2 separate regions of the Capra hircus genome follow, and region 1 is linked to region 2. A link is a contact called in public Hi-C data. All regions are on one chromosome and are shown on one strand. Each heading gives the region's core, a stretch centred on a gene start, on an enhancer-like site or on the middle of the called end of the contact. The rest is flanking DNA. Distances are from core to core; before and after follow the strand shown. Region 1 holds the start of SMIM24 (small integral membrane protein 24). Region 2 has its middle 19 kb from the start of NFIC.

The links. A called contact is a pair of places that touch in the nucleus more often than the background predicts.
Region 1: a contact with region 2 is called in a Hi-C map of blood, with 4 times the contacts expected there. The contact joins the promoter of SMIM24 here to the enhancer-like site in region 2. A contact is called at or near these places in 4 of 5 Hi-C or Micro-C datasets (blood and liver).

What each region holds. Positions count from the first base shown.
Region 1 is chr7:90,130,290-90,133,137 of ARS1.2, reverse strand. It overlaps SMIM24 (small integral membrane protein 24), which reads left to right and starts at 1,423. Exons shown (of 3, transcript XM_013965298.2): 1 at 1,423-2,404; 2 at 2,496-2,607. The coding sequence starts at 2,326. It overlaps LOC102178997 (small integral membrane protein 24), which reads left to right. Exons shown (of 6, transcript XM_005682582.3): 6 at 383-1,349. The coding sequence ends at 548.
Region 2 is chr7:90,032,497-90,035,196 of ARS1.2, reverse strand. No RefSeq gene overlaps it. Among named protein-coding and RNA genes, the nearest start is that of NFIC, 19 kb to the left of the region's middle. Within about 2 kb of position 1,261, at least 1 of the 5 cell types and tissues checked has an H3K27ac peak or open chromatin away from gene starts, as enhancers often do.

The DNA.
Region 1 (2,848 bases), core at 174-2,673, 98 kb before region 2:
TAATTCATAGTTTGCTCCCTGCCAGGTTCATTCCTTCCCCATCCATCTGTTTACACTCCCACACACAAATCCTCCCATTCATTCTCCCATCTATCCATCCACCCATCATCCATTCTCCCATCCATCCACCCATCCATCTATCCATCCCCCCATCCATCCATTCTCCTATCCATCCATCCATTCTTCCAATGAACAACTGAACCTTAGTTCTGCCTTTGTGAAATGGAAATCACAAGGCTGCCTTGTAGCGGCTGTTTTGAAGATGCAGCAAAGACTTTTTGTAAAGCATTGGGACAGGTAAAGGCCTGGCACAGGTGAGGGTCTGTTAAGTGGGAATGACTCTGGTTTGTTACCAAGGTTTGGGGTCTTTGTGTCCTTACAGAAAAGAAGACAAGAAGGGGAAGGCAGAGAAGGAGGAAAAGGCTGAGGAGAAAAAAGCTGGGAAGGGGGAAAAGGCCAAGAAGAAAGGAAAGAGAAACTTCGGGCTGGAGCTAGAGGAAAATGAGGAGCGCAGGGACTACGAGAAAGTCAAGAACACGGCCATGTGAAGATTCAGTCACCTCCTCCAAGCAGCCCGCCAGAGATGCCCCTTCCACACCCTAGAAGCAATGAGCTGAACCTGAAGCCACTGTGGTGACTCCATCTGAGGTTGAGAGTACAGCGCCCTGAATGAAGAGGCTTGGAACCCTGCCCACTCCCCACCAAGGAGGGCTCTTCATGTGTTATGCAGTCTGTATTGTTAGGATTTGTTCTGTCTGGTGATTCTTCTTGCACTCGGAGACCATCCCTGGTTCCCGAGAAGCCCCCAACCCCCACAATCTCACCGCTCCACCCACTTCTCCCCACTGCCTGACATCTATTGGCCAAAACCTCCTCCCTCCCGTTCAGCTTCAGGACGGACCAGTATAGGCCAGGGACTGCCTCTTGGGGGAGAGCCTTTCAGAAGGGCTTCCGTTGTCCCCGGGGACTCAGTTTCCCCAGGAGGAGACAGTTTCGGGGGCTGGGAGCAACGCCCGGGCAGCTGTGGGAGACCAAACTCCACCGTGCCCAGGTGCTGGGCAGATCAGATGCTCCCCTTGCAATCTTGATCCTGCTGTCCTGAACCCTGAACTTTGAGCCCGAGGGCTGCCTCCTGGGAAAGCCTTGCTCCCCCCACCCCCGGCTTTTTGGGTCATGTGATTCCATTTCCAGAAACTGGGTCTTGACGGGTGGGGTGCCTCTGGGTGCACCATCTTGGGAGGGGACAAGCCTCCTCTGCTCTCCTCACTTTCTTTAGGCTCTGGACCTTGCCCTGGATGTTAACCATTTCCTAATGAGAACTTTGATAAAGGCTGGTGTTTATCATTTTATTTATGGATTGGCTGTGCTGGGTCTCCGTTGCTGCGCAGGTTTTTCTCTAGCTGTGGCCAGCGGGGGCTCCTCTCTTGTTCCGCAGGCTTCTCGTTGCGTTGGCTTCTCTGGTTGCGGAGCAGGCTTCAGTAGTTGCATTAGGGCTCCCCTGTGGAGCCAGTAGCTGGGGCGGTAGCCCAAAAGGCAGGGAGCTTCTGAGACTATCCCAGGATCGGCCACCAGGGGGCAGAAAAGTCGTAAATAAAAATATATAATAATCTCCCTAAAAGATGCTTCCGCTGAACGCCTAGCGTCCTTATGGTCTCAGTCTCTGTCGGTTTGCAGTTCGTCCCATTTTCCAGCTGAAAATACTGAAACTTAGAAAGAAGGGCGCCACCAGCCCAGGTCTCCCTGGCCGTTGTTGGCAGCGCTGGGATGGAAGCCTAGGCTGCCAAGGGGACGGGCACATGCAGGGGCTGGCTAAGGTCAGATTTGGAGGTTCATGTCCTAGGACGGGAGAGGGTTAGGGTAGAGGGTGTTCCTAGCTGGGAGAACTGTGTTCCTCTGGGATGCTGTGTGGCCCCAGGGAAGTGGCCTAACTTCTCTGAGCCTCGAGTTGGCTTCACTTTTGCAATGTGAGGACAAGAGTTCTGACCACCAGAGTGTGAGACTTGATGGAGGTGCTGGGACTTCAGAGCCAGTGCAATGCCTGGTGGTCAGGAAATGAGTTTCCCACCGTTCTCGAGCCGCCCCTACTGTGGCTCTGACCGTGGAGAGTGAGGGTCAGGATGGGCCTCAGGGAGACAGGGACAAGGAAGCTCAGGACCCTGAGCCCCTCCCCATGGTGCCCGGAATTCAGGGAGGGGACCCCACCTCCTACTTCCTGGGGCCCCGGCCACACCCTGCCCTGGGGTGCGCTGAGCAGGCCACTTCCTTCTCCCTCCGGGGCTGCAACCCCAGAATCTGCTGGATAGGGGCGAGGACAGAGGGCACAGGATGGGTAGATTCTGGAAGACCCCCGGTCAACTCTCTCTTCTCGCAGCTCTGATCCCAAGGCTGGTGGAGGCCCAACCCCGTAAGGCCTTGGGAGGGAGTAGGGGTAGGGTAGGGAAGAGAGTCCCAACCTGGAGGCCCCGACGCTGACCCAGCCCTGCTCCCGCCCGCAGTGGCCCAGCGGAAGTCGTGGCTGGTGGGGCTGGGGGCTGCGCTGGCCTTCCTCTTCCTCATCTTTGTCCTCACCTTGGTCTACGCCGTCTGGTGCCGGGAGTCCCAGGACAGGTGGGTTCTCACCCTCTGAGCCCCTCCCCATCATTTACTCTTTAACATCTCAGCTCCGCCCCTCTCTGAGTCCTGCCCCTCTAAGACCCTCCTCGCGCCAAGCCTCTCCCCTCCAAGCCCCTCCCCTCTAAGTCCCTCCCCTCTAGGAGCCCCTTCCCTCTCGAGCATCCTCCAAGACTGGGCAGGACCAGCGGGGTAATTCTCTGATTCTGAGAGGCCCCCAGGGGGACCTCACAGGACC
Region 2 (2,700 bases), core at 12-2,511:
ATTACACATGCTGCTTGGTAACTAAGCCTGAGGGCCACAACTACTGAGCCTGCGCTCTAGAGCCTGCCAGCCACTGCAATGAGAAGCCCACGCCCCACACCTAGAGGGTAGCTCCACACTCATGGCAACTAGAGAAAGCCCGCACACAGCAGTGGAGACCCAGTGCAGCCAAACATAAAAAATATTCTAAAAACGAATGCTGACTGCAAAATAATGAAGTCTAACAATCATTTCAGTTTTCCTTATGCCATTCAGCGTCCCTTGATAGTATGTGTTGTTTTTCCTCTGTAGTCTGTCTCTCTCCCTGGAATGCCAGCTCCACAGTCACCCAGGAAGCACACTGCATATGACTGCGGCGCTGCTCATGTGTACTGCACAGCCACTCAGGAACATGCTCTGTGCTGCGACGCTCACATGGGAATCCCTTGGCAACCTCACAAAACCAGGAAGGGCTGTTTTATGGCTCCCATTTCCCAGAGGCAGAATGATGCTCAGAAAGGGAGGCTCACCTGCTCAAGGTCATCCTGCAAAGAAGTGACAGAGCTGAAGTTCGCATCCAGCGCACTTTGCCCTCCGAGGCTCCCGGCCAAGGTGCTGCCTGGCTCCTCCTGGACTCAGACGCTTGCAGGACTAAAGCGCCAGGAAACATGGGGCAACCAGAGATGCCTGGACCTGTGCATCCACCCATCAGGCCTTGTGGGGAGCTACAAGGGGAGGTCACAGTGTCACTTTTGTGGGGGGGACCTGTGTTGGGGGACTGTTGGTGCAATAGGGGATAGACAGTGCAGGGGGAGGGGAAGAGGAAACTTGTTCCCATCACACATCACAGCCATGGTACCCTGGCCTCCAACAACCAGGCTGGGGATCCAGAGTGACCCCCACCCCCAAGGAGGATGCGCTGCAACCACTCAGCTGGCTGACTTCTTTTTCCGGTAACTATTACTCAGCTCCGGGATCTGGGAGAAAGGTCAGGGACATGGCCAGCGGCAGTAACTGGACTGGATGAGGGAGAGGGTGGAATTCCCACTCCTCCCAATGCCCAGGCTGGCTTCCCGCTGCCTCCTTGCAGGTGTTGGATGTCCCCAGAGGCAGGGAGGGGGCAGGATAGACTCCCAGATCTCTATATGGCCCAGACAGTCATACAGGGCAGACTCCATGCTGGTCCAGCCCACGATCCACTTCCTCCCATGCTGACCACCTGTCGCCAGCCTTCGGGACACACACTCACCACTGTAACTCAATCTACCAGGCAGCTCTGTGGATCCCCACCCTGTGACTGGCACAGATCCAGGGAGAGTAAGATGGGAGGCGGCAGGAGGGGCTCTGCCCTGAGGAGTTGGCAAGCAGGGCCAGGCTTCAGTCCTTCATCCTCTGCTCTCTCCCTCCTCCAGCTCTTCTGTCTTCCAGATGGGCAGTTACCTAACTTCCTCCACTGCTCATAGCCTGTAACATCCCTGTGGGTCCACTGTGCGTGGGGCACCGACCGGGCACACGTGGTTTCTAAGAGCTCAGGATAGACCCCCGATCTGCCTCTGACTTTACAACCTGTGGGTATGAACATTCCATGCACTCTTGCTTTGCTGTGGGGTTAAGTGGATTTCATGGGTCCCATTTTATAGATGGGAAAACTGAGAATCTGAGAGGTGAAGAAATTTGCCCAGTAGGGGCTGATTCAGATCCTCTCTGGTTTCCTGGACTTCACTCCTGTCTCCACCCAATCCCATCTGAAAAATGTCTCCCAATTTCTCCATGGCTCTTCATCGCCCTAAGAGTAAAATCCACTGTCGTCTTCACGGCCCACAAGGCCCTGCATGACCTGCCCTATCCCCTCCCTCCCTCCCCTCCCCTGCTCCTTCTCTCCCCTTCACTCACTCTGCTCGAGCCTCACAGGCCTCCTTCTTGTTCCTCCAATACACCAGGACCGGTCCTGTGCCCAGACCTCTGCACAGACTACACTTTCTGCCAGGGCTATATTCCCCCAATGTCTTAGGCTGGCTTCTCATCTTTCGGGACATTTCTCTATAAGGCCTTCTCTCCCTCATCCCTTCCACTTGCCACCCACCTATCATCCTAGTTTTGTTTGTTTGTTTCATAGCCTCAGCATTGATTAGATACTGTGTCTGTGTGCACCCGTCTTGGTCACTGCTGTATCTCCAGTGCCTGGAACAGGGCTCGACACCCAGTAGGAGTCTGATAAACATTTAGGTCAGTGGTCAGCAGACTCTGACCACATCCAGCCCACTGCTTGTTTTTATAAATAAAGTTTTATTGGCACAGAGCCATCCCATTTAGGTACATGTCATATATGCTGCTTTTACGGTACAACTGCAGGATTGAGTAACCGCGACAGAGGCTGAATGGCCCACACAGCTAAATATATTGACCATCTACCTTTTAATAGAAAAAACTTGTGACCCCCGTCCCCCTCCCCCTGCTTTACAACTAACAGATGTAACAAAACCAAAGAAAACACTCAACCTGCCCCAGCTTCTGGTCCTGACTGTCCCCTCAGCCTCGGACAGTATGACTTTAGGAACTGTCTTGCCTTCCCCTGAGTCTCAGTTTCGCCCACTGTCAAATAGAGTAAACTTCCACATCTCACCAATTGCAGCCAGTAGGTCAAGATATTTAAAATAATCAAATGATGGGACTTCCCTGGTGGTCCAGGGCGTCAGAATCTGCCTTCCAGTGCGGGGAATG